Linked DNA regions of Mus musculus: all the other regions are linked to region 1. Evidence: chromatin contacts called from public HiChIP or PLAC-seq data. All regions are on one chromosome and are shown on one strand. The core of a region is the stretch at or near the end of the contact, and the rest is flanking DNA. Distances in the headings are between cores, read along the strand shown. Region 1 has its middle 14 kb from the start of 4930413G21Rik. Region 2 overlaps Prkcb (protein kinase C, beta). Region 3 holds the start of Plk1 (polo like kinase 1).

The links. HiChIP or PLAC-seq counts read pairs in DNA pulled down with a chosen protein or histone mark.
Region 2: a contact with region 1 is called in an H3K27ac HiChIP or PLAC-seq map of stem cell-derived neural progenitor cells, with 3 times the contacts expected there. The contact joins two enhancer-like sites. A contact is called at or near these places in 4 of 115 datasets of contacts at active chromatin or transcription factors (bone marrow-derived macrophages, large pre-B cells, memory CD8 T cells and 1 more) and 2 of 9 other capture datasets (adipose tissue and embryonic stem cells).
Region 3: an H3K4me3 HiChIP or PLAC-seq map of pro-B cells shows a contact between it and region 1, with 6 times the contacts expected there. The contact joins the promoter of Plk1 here to the enhancer-like site in region 1. A contact is called at or near these places in 10 of 39 promoter capture datasets (the C10 cell line, the HPC-7 cell line, cranial neural crest and 6 more), 1 of 484 Hi-C or Micro-C datasets (embryonic stem cells), 15 of 115 datasets of contacts at active chromatin or transcription factors (the SCID.adh cell line, T-cell acute lymphoblastic leukemia, bone marrow-derived macrophages and 10 more) and 2 of 9 other capture datasets (adipose tissue and liver).

Annotation. Positions count from the first base shown.
Region 1 is chr7:122,954,381-122,957,674 of GRCm38.p6, reverse strand. No RefSeq gene overlaps it. Among named protein-coding and RNA genes, the nearest start is that of 4930413G21Rik, 14 kb to the left of the region's middle. Within about 2 kb of position 2,019, at least 129 of the 459 cell types and tissues checked have an H3K27ac peak or open chromatin away from gene starts, as enhancers often do. A contact at or near this core is called in the HPC-7 cell line, adipose tissue, bone marrow-derived macrophages and 5 more, where this site is marked.
Region 2 is chr7:122,403,109-122,406,536 of GRCm38.p6, reverse strand. The region is part of intron 2 of Prkcb (protein kinase C, beta); the gene reads right to left. Among named protein-coding and RNA genes, the nearest start is that of Gm51497, 110 kb to the right of the region's middle. Within about 2 kb of position 1,891, at least 191 of the 459 cell types and tissues checked have an H3K27ac peak or open chromatin away from gene starts, as enhancers often do. A contact at or near this core is called in adipose tissue, bone marrow-derived macrophages and stem cell-derived neural progenitor cells, where this site is marked.
Region 3 is chr7:122,157,390-122,160,792 of GRCm38.p6, reverse strand. Plk1 (polo like kinase 1) reads right to left here and starts at 1,358. Exons shown (of 10, transcript NM_011121.4): 1 at 843-1,358; 2 at 89-257. The coding sequence starts at 1,250.

The DNA of each region.
Region 1 (3,294 bases), core at 770-3,269:
AAAGGGAATTCTTGAAAGCCACGGGCTTTGGTAGGTATTGAGTTTTTGGGATTCTAGATCGGTGGTTAAGCCTACTCCAAGAACCCACATCAGTGACATCAGAAACATGACTTAGCCATTTATATGACCTCATATTCTTTCCTTCCTCCACTGCCAATGAAAACTCTCATAAGCATTAAGACAAATAAAATAATGTAGTTTTTTCCAAAGGAGTAAGAATTAGGCTTGCTTCTTATATCTACATAAGATTAGATTAGTCTATTTAGTTTAGCCTAGACTCATTTTAAGTAATTTAGTTAGGCTTTTTTTTTTTTTTTTTTTTTTTTTGGCAGAGTATCATGTATCATGCATTTTAGCCTGGAGACCCTTCTTTACCTCTCAAGTACTGGGATGGCAGGCATTTGTCACCAAGCTTGGCTCTTTAACCATGAATAAAATTCATTTTTACTTATATTTTAAAAATGTGATTTTTGGAATTCTCTTTTTCTCTCTGTGTGTGCAGTGTGTCTCTGAAGAGGACCTCAGAGTCTCTGGAGCTGGAGTTACAGGCAGTTGTGAGATGCCGTGTGGGTGCTGGGCATCCAACCTGGGACCTCTGCAAGAGCGGCATGTGCTCTTAACTGTGGAGCCATTTCTCCAAACCCAAAATATGTTTCTTGTTTTAAATAATAAAGATTTTCCTTCTCTGCTTCTATAGAGAGAAGAGCTGAGACTGATTACAAGTAAGTGGTCTACTTTAGTGATGCAGGACACTCACCCTGGGAGTATCCAACAGCAACTTGCAGAACAGAGGAACGCCCATTACTTTTATAGACTGTTTTTCTATTTTTCCTTTATATGTGTGTGGTGTACATACACATATGCATGTTTGCATGTACTCGGGCACATGCGGGTGTGTCACGGATGGGTTTGTATGTTTGTGGAGGCCAGGGGTTGAGGTCAGGAATCACTCTGAATATAGTTCTCTTACCTTAGTCATTAAGACAGACTCTCTCAATCAAACCCAGAGCTGGAAGATATGGCTTGTCTTCCTAACTGGCTTGCTCCAGCAGCCCTTGTCTGCATGTGCTGAGCCTCAGATTATGGGTGAGTATAGAGTCTGGCATTTATGTTGATTCTGAGGATCCAAGCTACAGACTCATAGTTGTTCGTGGGGATCAGAAATTCAAGATCAAACCCTGGAGGATACTACCAGCTGGGACACATTCCCCACCCCAGAGTCACAGAGCTTTATAAGATTGGATCTTAGCTCCAAGTTGCTGTGTGACCTCAGGAAGGTCACTTATCTTCTTCAGTGGCCTTAGGCTTCCATCGCCTTGCCTCATGACTTCTGTGTGACTGTGGTCAGAAGGGCCATGAGTGTGGCTTGAGTCTCTGCTGTTTACAGCCTGATATTCTCTGTATCTTCTGAACCCAGACTTTTAATTGCCTGTGAGTACACAGATGTGTAAGTGCCCAGGAAGGCCAGAGGCCCCAGACGCCCTGGAACTGAGTTACAGATGGTTGTGAGCTGCTGGGGATGGGTGGCTGGGAACTGAACTCTGGTCCTCTGCAACAGCGGTATGTCCTCTTAGCCACTGGGCCTTCTCTCCAGCCCAACACAGAATTTAACATTTTTATTTTGTTCCACAACTTATATTGTGGGTCCTGGTTTGTTTTATGATAATTTTTATTGTTTGAGAATTTCATAGATAGTTCACATAATGTATTCTGATCAAATCCATCCCTGTTCGCTTCCCCCTTATCCCTCCCCTGGCCTACTTCTCCTTCCCAACTTCATATGCTCTTTTTTTTTTTTTTTAACCCCATTAAGTCCATCTAGAGCTCCCTGTATATGCAATGATGTAGGACAATCTACTAGACAGTGGGGTGAGTCACTTCCTGAAGAAAACTGACTCTTCCCCAGTAGCAACCAATAGCACCTCAGCTGGGGCGGGACTTCTAGAGTCCCTCTCCCCTCTCTGCTGGGATATTGTCTGGCTTGATCTTGGCAGCTCTAGTGTGTACAGTTACAAAAGCTGCTGTGGACTCTGACTCTTTTGATCTGTAAACTATGATTAAATAGTCTCTTCTTAGAAACAGACTAGTGTGGCAGTTCCCAAGGGCTGGAGTTGTCAGCGGTGACAGGAAGATGCAGCCTGCTACAGCTGCCAACAGCCCGAGGAGTTCTTTCTCCATAGGGACCTTCACTCAAGTAAACTTGGATCCTTGACTACACTGCAGAAAAGAATCCAGGACGAGCCAGAGTCAGACTAAGTTTCTAAGTCTGTTAAGTAGAGATAAGGCACAGGGCATCCCTTCACAGTGAAACTTGGCCATCTATTGTTTATTTGTAATTTTTAAAACATTTTATTTTGTGTGTATGTGCATGTGTGTGTGTGTGCTTGCGAGCACGCGCACTCTCAAGTATGGGTGAGTGTGTAGGATAGAGGACAGCTTTTGTGGGTTCTGGGAAATCAAGCTCAGGCTGTTAAATTTTCTTAAGGAGAAAAAGCCACTGGCCCGGTGGTGGTGGCGCATGCCTTTGATCCCAGCACTTGGGAGGCAGAGACAGGTGGATTTCTGAGTTCGAGGCCAGCCTGGTCTACAGAGTGAGTTCCAGGACAGCCAGGACTACACAGAGAAACCCTGTCTCGAACCCCCTCCCCCAAAGCCACATGAAGTGGCTTTGCAATGACTACATATCTGAGTCTGCGGCTTTCTGTGTAGCTTTATCTGAAGGTGTAATTTATAACAAGGTTTAAAGATTAACAAAAGGAAAGGAAGGAAGGAAGGAAGGAAGGAAGAAAGAAAGAAAGAAAGAAAGAAAGAAAGAAAGAAAGAAAGAAAGGGAAGAAAGAAAGAGAAAAGAAAACTACACCCTGGCTAGTTTCGTTATCTTAAAGGGTTTCCTCTGGAAAACGAAATCGAAGGTGGTTTAATGAAGACCACTTTTTAGACTTAGGGGTGGAGGAAGGTGCTTATACAGTTAAACTCAAGGCCACCAACACCCTGGCCCTGAGTCAGCACAGGCTGTTTTACAGGCCTTGTTTGTGTTGTCTTTAGGAGGGAGGCCCACTGCTGTCTCTATAGGCCATCTTGACTTTATCGGCCATGCCAAACCTTCTGGACTCTCTGCCTGCAGGAACGCTGGAGAGGCTCCATCCTAAGTTCAGGAGCATCTTTCCCTTTCATGTCTTCTTTTCCTTTTCCTATCCTGTCTCGGGGTAGAAAGATTTTCCTTTCCCTAGGAAGGGAGAAATAAAGAAATGGGGTTCAATTTCATTTTGCAAAATGAAAATTTTCTAGTTATTT
Region 2 (3,428 bases), core at 642-3,141, 550 kb after region 1:
GGGTGGTTGTGGTGAGAATGATGGTGATGGTGGAAATGACAGTGATGGTGACAGTAATAATGAGACAGCAACAACTCATGGTGTCTATTGACATCTGCTATCTGCCTCACACTGTTCTATGTTCTTTGCCTAGACAACTCATTTTAATCCTCACAGCCTTAGTTGGTAAGAATGAGAAGATGAGCATGAGAAATAAACTAACGTGACAGTAAGTGGTAGGGTTGAAATCCAAGCTATCTGGTTCCAGAATCCCTTGCACGCTCCATGCAGGGAGTACTGGCCCCAAGCCTCCCACTGCAGGGGAAGGAGGGGACAGGCTGCTGGTGCTCTAACTGCGGGGGCTGGGGGCGAGGGCAGGGGGATAGGTACAGAGGCTTCTCTCTGGTCCTGTTCTGACTAGGAATGGTCTGAGACCCCACACTGAGACGGCATTAATTGAGCAACTACTGAACCTTCCAAGCTTGCCCACATGTGCGCATTATCCATCTGGTTGGTCATGTTTTAGAACGGTCAGCTGTGTCACTCTCCCCTTTAAAGGTCAGGAGACTAAAGGTCAAATGCTGTTAGCGCCTCATGTTTTCTTCCATTCACTACCTGACTGTTGTAATCAAAACTCCAGGAAGTTGGCCTCCTCAACAGTGCTGCTTCCTGCCTTTCAGGTTCTCATTTGTTCTTAAACCAGTGGGTGCCACCAACAGCTGAGGAGCAGAAAGCCAGACACACATTATTATTATTATTATTATTATTATTATTATTATTTCTTCTTTTCTCCTCCTCCTCCTCCTTCTTTTCCTTTTTCCTCTTCCTCTTCCTCCTCCTCCTCTTCTTTTCCTTCTCCTCCTCTTTCTCTTTCTCTTTCTCCTCCTCCTCCTCCTCCTCCTCCTCCTCCTCCTCTTCCTCCTCCTCCTCCTCTTCTTCTTCTTCTTCTTCTTCCCCCTGAAGCTGCCAAGAGGAAGCTGTGGAGCGCTCAAGACCACAGTCCTGCTGGCTGTACCCTCTTCCTCAGTTTTGGCTACATGGGCACCTGTTTCTTCCTCCACAGAGGTGGGCCTGAAAATTCCCAGAAGCTGCAATATTAACTTGCAATCCAAAGCTTGCACAAGCCTTTGTCATCCTTAAACTTTCTTCCTTGCAGCCTCACAAAAGGGTTTTGTTTCCTATAGGATCACAACAGTCATGGTCGCCAGAGCAGGAAGTCCTGTCCACTGTCACAAACAGGTGGGTGAGACACTACAACCCAGAGTCCTCTAGGCAGGACAAAGGTCTTAAGCAGAAATGAGCCCTGAGAGTGGAGAGCTGGGAGTCAGGGTGATCCAGAGAACACGTGCCTCAGGTCAGCGTGTTCCAAAGCAAGCATCCTGTAAACTGTAGCTGAACCCAAAGCTCTGCTCACCCCTCACTTCCCAAAACCCAAAGCATGCAGTTAAAAAGCATTCCCGTTTAGCATCCTAAACTCCATTTCTCACATCACGTTTTTTCCCACACAGGCTTTTAAACTGCTCCCCACCTCGGTAAGAGTCGAGCAAAGGATAATTAATTCGCCAACTTCAAAGGCCGCTTCCCCTTCCCCACTTGGCCACCACTAACCCTAAGGCCCCCTCCCCCTTCCCCCTGTCTGTGCGGAAGCTACTCCTCTTCTCTCTAAATCTGCCTTCTGGGGGCCGGGAACCCAGCCAAGGCTGCCACGGAAGAAAGGAAGGACGAGAGGGAATGTTCGAATTCAAACACCCGTTAGTCCTGGCAGCGCAGCAGCATCTGCTCTGTGGGCAGAAAAAGCCACAAGAAGCTCCAAGCGGGAGTGGGAGGAGGCTCTCTCCACACCAATGACCTTGAAGCAGACCGCCTGCCCTTGCTGGCAGGGCAGCCAGCCCTCCTCCCAGAGCCGAGCTGAGCCGTTGGGGGGGAGGCCTTACAGCAGGGGCTGCCAATTGGATCTTGGGCTCAGCTCACGCTGGGCTTTAAAACAACACAAAAGCCTTGCCAGCTTAAGGTGGGAGTCTGTAGTTTGTAAAAACCCAGGTTTCTGGCTTCCTTTAAAAGAACGAGAAGTTTTGTCAACAAGGGCCCCCATATTCTCACCTGGTAACAGCAGTTAGAGCTGAGACTATCAAGAAGTGAGGCCTAGAGGGCAGGAAATGTTCGCCTTCTTCACTCCTGCCTTTCCATCTGCAGAACAGCACTCAGTAGGTTCTCAGTGAATGAATGTGTGATGAATGAATACATGAACAAATGAGTGTACCCTCCCCAGCAGTGTCTCCCGAGGTCCATCTACTCAGTTCCTTGCCAGGTTCTCTCGGATGTTTGGGTTTGAACCACCCCTTTCCCCCAACTTGACAGTGAGAGATTTAAAGGCAGGCAAGACAAGACCCCATTTCTCAGAAGCAGAGAGATCTTAGATTAGAATAACATTGTAATGATAATATAATAATAATCATGGAGCAGGTGGTAGGTGTGATATTGCTCTAAGAATCTTCTGTATATTGACACCTTTAATCCTCATCATGTCTGTGTGATAAGTTCTATATGACATTTATTACACAGAAGAGGAAAAGTAGGCACGGGGAAAGGGTGTGTCTATGATTGTGTCTTGCTATGATAGCAAGAGGTAGGTTCATACCCAGGCAGTCAAGGCCCATAGCCATGATAAATAAAAGTGGTAGAGAAGGGAAGAGCAAAGCCCCGAAGGCTCTTCCAATCAAGGGCTCAGAACCTGGAAGAAACTGAGTCTGGGATCAGAGATGGAATACCATGTTCACTGTTTTTCAAAAGAACTGAGGTCAGCCTCTAGGTTAATAGATTGATGGCTGAAGACACCTGGTAGCCCTTGTCATCTTGTATAACAAATGGATTGTTAGATAGTCCCCACCCACTCAAACCTCAGGCTGTAGTTTAGGGGGGGTGGAGACAGAGGGCAAAGAGGAGAGGGAGAGAGAGCTCAGGCTTGGCTGACCTACTTGGACCCAAATCACTCTAGCAGAGACAGTGTTACCACAGCTAAAGCTTCTTGCCCAAGAGCAAAGCAGCAGAGAAACAAAGCCTGCGGAGGGTAGGAGGAAACACAAGTGCCACGGAGAGAACAGAGACATGAGTGCCACGGAGGGAAGGGAGACATGGGCGCCATGCCCATATCCACCAGGCAAGTGACAGAGTGGAAGGCTTTGGAAAAACACAGGTGATAAAGTTGTCATCCAAGCTCAGGCACCTCCAAAGAAAGTTACATTGACATATGAAGAAGGACTCTCTGTCTGCAAGGTCCCCCAGCTCCAAGAGAGCCTGTCTGACAGTACAGAGCATCTTGGTTATCTGAGCTCACCAACCCCAGATTTTCCCAAGAGCCACTGATGGTTAGGATGCTGCCCTAGTCTCTGAGAGAAACTGACCAAATTCCTTAAATGTTTAGTGTAGTGGTTCTCAACCCTCCTAATGCT
Region 3 (3,403 bases), core at 109-2,608, 800 kb after region 1:
ACTAGAGGGCAGCATCTCTATTTCCTCACCTTCCCCTCCTTGTCCCCTCCTGCCCTGACACCAGACACCCGAAGGCCCAGCACCTCACCTATTTTCACCTCCAGATCCTCGTTCAGGAAGAGGTTGCCCAGCTTGAGGTCCCTGTGAATGACCTGATTGCGGTGCAGGTACTGGCAGCCCAGGACTATCTGTCGCAGGTAGTAGCGGGCCTCAGGCTCGGTCAGTGCCTTCCTCCTCTTGTGCAGCTCCAGGAGGGACTGAGGAGGGAGAAAGAGGTCACTGAAGTCCAAGAAGAGTGGCTAGCTGGATGTGGCTAGGACTAGACGCTCGGAGTGGAGAGTCTTAGCAGGTTTCTGATAGTTCTACCCATACACTGGTTGGTCACTATCATTCACCAGACCCTCTCCTGAGTCTTCTCTCAACCCCACTCTCGACTCCCCTACCCAGGGCTTCCTCCTGGCAGGAGATTCCCTCCCTTTCCTGAAAGCTCTAAAATCTGACTCCAAACAGCCGCCCCCTCCCCCGACCCTGCCCCACTCCGGAAGTTAGAGGTGCGTGGCACACCAAGCCTGGGACCCTTCCTTAGCCACTTTATGAATCCATTTCCTGTACCGACTCGCTGCCTTGCGTCTGGGAGCTCCATCCCTAATAGCAACAGGATCTGGTCTCGGTTTCCCCAGAACCCCGGCCTCAGCAGTTCGGAGTGCCAAGTACCCTCGCTAGAAGCCTTTCCATAAAAGTTTGAAACCCAACCACTCCTCTAGGTCACTCCAAAACCTCGGTGCCCCTTTGTCAGCAAGTTCCAGGTGTGGGAGCCCCAGCACTGCGACTGAAACACTCACCCTCCTGCGACAGAGCTCCAAAACTACAAATACAAAGTCGCTGTCCTCAAAAAAGTCATGGAAGCCTACGACGTGTTGGTGTGCTAGGCTGCGGTGAATTGAGATCTCCATAGACATCTTCTCCTTCTGGTGGGGCTTGAGCAGCAAAGACTTAGGCACGATCTTGCCTGCGAACACCTCTTTTGTGTCTGCGTCTGAGATCTCGAAGCATTTGGCGAAGCCTCCTTTACCCAGAAAGCGCCCCCGTACATACTGCCGCCGGCTGCGTGGGTCCACTAGGACCTCCGGAATTTCTTTCGCCAGCGGGGCGGCCACTGGGGCACCGGGAACTGCATCTCCCGGAACCCCACCTTTCCCGAGGTCGGCTGGTGCTCGAGCCAGCTTTCCAGCTTTGGCCGCTGCATTCATGATGCCGAAGTTGCTCCACGAACCTGGCTGAGTCGGTGCAGAGGGTCCTGCTCTGCTCCGCTCCTCCCCGAATTCAAACGCGGCGCTGGGAACGTTACAAGGGCCTGCGCGTTGCTGATTGGCCGCGGGGATTTAAAATACAAACCCGCCCAGCGCGCGGCACCATGGGAGTGCTCTACGGCGCAGCCGCCTTTAAACTCCGATCTTGCCGGCGAAATTTTTAATGGGCAGGGACTGGAGGACTGCGTTTGCTCAGGATTGCCTGGGAAACCAGGAACGAAGCAACTACGTGAAGATCCCTAGAAGAACAGGATTCTGTCCTGCTTTCTGCTCCTCGGCTGGGGCGTGCTCATGTGGTTCACCTGCGCCTCCTCCAGGGGCTTCTCCTAACTGTTAAGATCTAACACCTTCCTCCACCGGACCCGGCCTTCTAGAACTGAAACTCCAGGCCAACCGGTAGCTTGAGAGTGCACCGCCTCCGCGGTGGACAGCCCTCTCCCCGGCTAGCCTAAATAAACCCAAAACTGAGCAAGCTCAGCAGGCAGATGCACCTTCACGGCGCAACGGACCGATCTCCTCTGTGGCACTAGGGGCTCCCAGCCCCTGAGAAGTAACTCAACCCTTCTCTTGAACAACGCAGGAGGCCAGCAGCATCTGCAGCACCTGGAATTCCCTAAGAAGGCAAAGGAGGGGCGTGGGTTCAGGATTACAAGTTAGCCGAGATCAGCCTCAGCTACCGCTCCACTAACCCCAAAGGAAAGAAACTTCCCAGGCATGACCTGCCGGTCAAACAAGACCTTCAGATGATTCCTATGCCCTGTGATATGTAAGAAACACCGGACGTCTGCCCCGCGATGCAAGGTTACCTGGGTTGTTCCAAGTTGTGTGGCCCAGAGCCCCAAATAGAAAAAATTAATTTTTTAGTCAGAGGTGGGGGGGTAGCTGGTTAGAAGAGTGCTAGCATGCCGGTATACCAAGGCCAAGTCTGCCCTGCCGAAGTGTCCGTTCAGCCTTCACTTAGGAAAAAAAAAAAATGAGCCGGGGCGTAATGGCACACACCTTTAATCCCAGCACTGGGGAGGCAGGCGGATTTCTGAGTTCAAGGCCAGCCTGGTCTACAAAGTGAGTTCCAGGACAGCCAGAGCTATACAGAGAAACCCTGTCTCGAAAAAAAAAAAAAAATGGATTTACAACATGTAAAAAGAGTGGCCACACAGAGCAGGCGTGTGGCTTTTCATAGAAAAAAACGGCCAGCTCTGGTCACTGTTCCCAGACACCCTCTTTGCCCCCCTGCCTATCTGGGCACTTAAGTGATACCTTCCGTTAGAAGCTGTTGTTGCTCTAGTTCCCCCAGGAGGGTCTTAGCAAGATCCAATTGCTGGATTGAGCAAAAAATGGCAGTGCTGCTGTCTTTCCCAGTCTCTGGGTAACGATTGTACTTTCTGAATAAGGCAGAGCTTTGTCTCCAAAAACTTAAGCTTGCCAGGAGTGGGCATGCACCCTCAATCCCAGTGCTGGGGAAAACAGGCAGGCAGGCCTCTGAATTCTAGGCTAGACGCGCACACACATGCGCACACGCTTCTGCGTGTCAGAGAACATGCAGGAGAGTCAGTTTTGCAGGAGAGTCAGTTTTCTCCTTCTACCATGCAGGTTAGGTATATGGGTCTCAGGGACTACACTCACGTCATCCAGCCATGTGGCAACAGCCTTTTTATGCTCTGTGCTACTGCAGCTTCTGGGTTCATATGTTTGCTGATAGCTCATATTATCCAACTGATAGACACTGCCTCAAACAAGGTGGAATGAGAGAGAGGGCCTGTCTCTAAGGAGGTCCTCTGATCTCTATGTGATTGCCTGTGCTCACAGGCACAAACATGAACACACACACACAACTTAAAAGATGATACTGTTCAGTTGTAGAGCAATCAGCTGGCATGCAGGAGATCTTTGGTTCTGTAAAAAGGTTAAGTTAGAATCCAGCCTATGGCAGGCATCCTACTAGGACACTGTGAGAGCCGAGCTGGCAGACCTGGTGGTGACCTAGCCTTTCACATGGAAAGTGAATCTACATGACAGGGGTGCCACATCCTGCCCCAGCCCCACCCCAGGAGCCCACAGGGTAGGTCCCCAGAGCCCACTCAGTGGAATTGTCC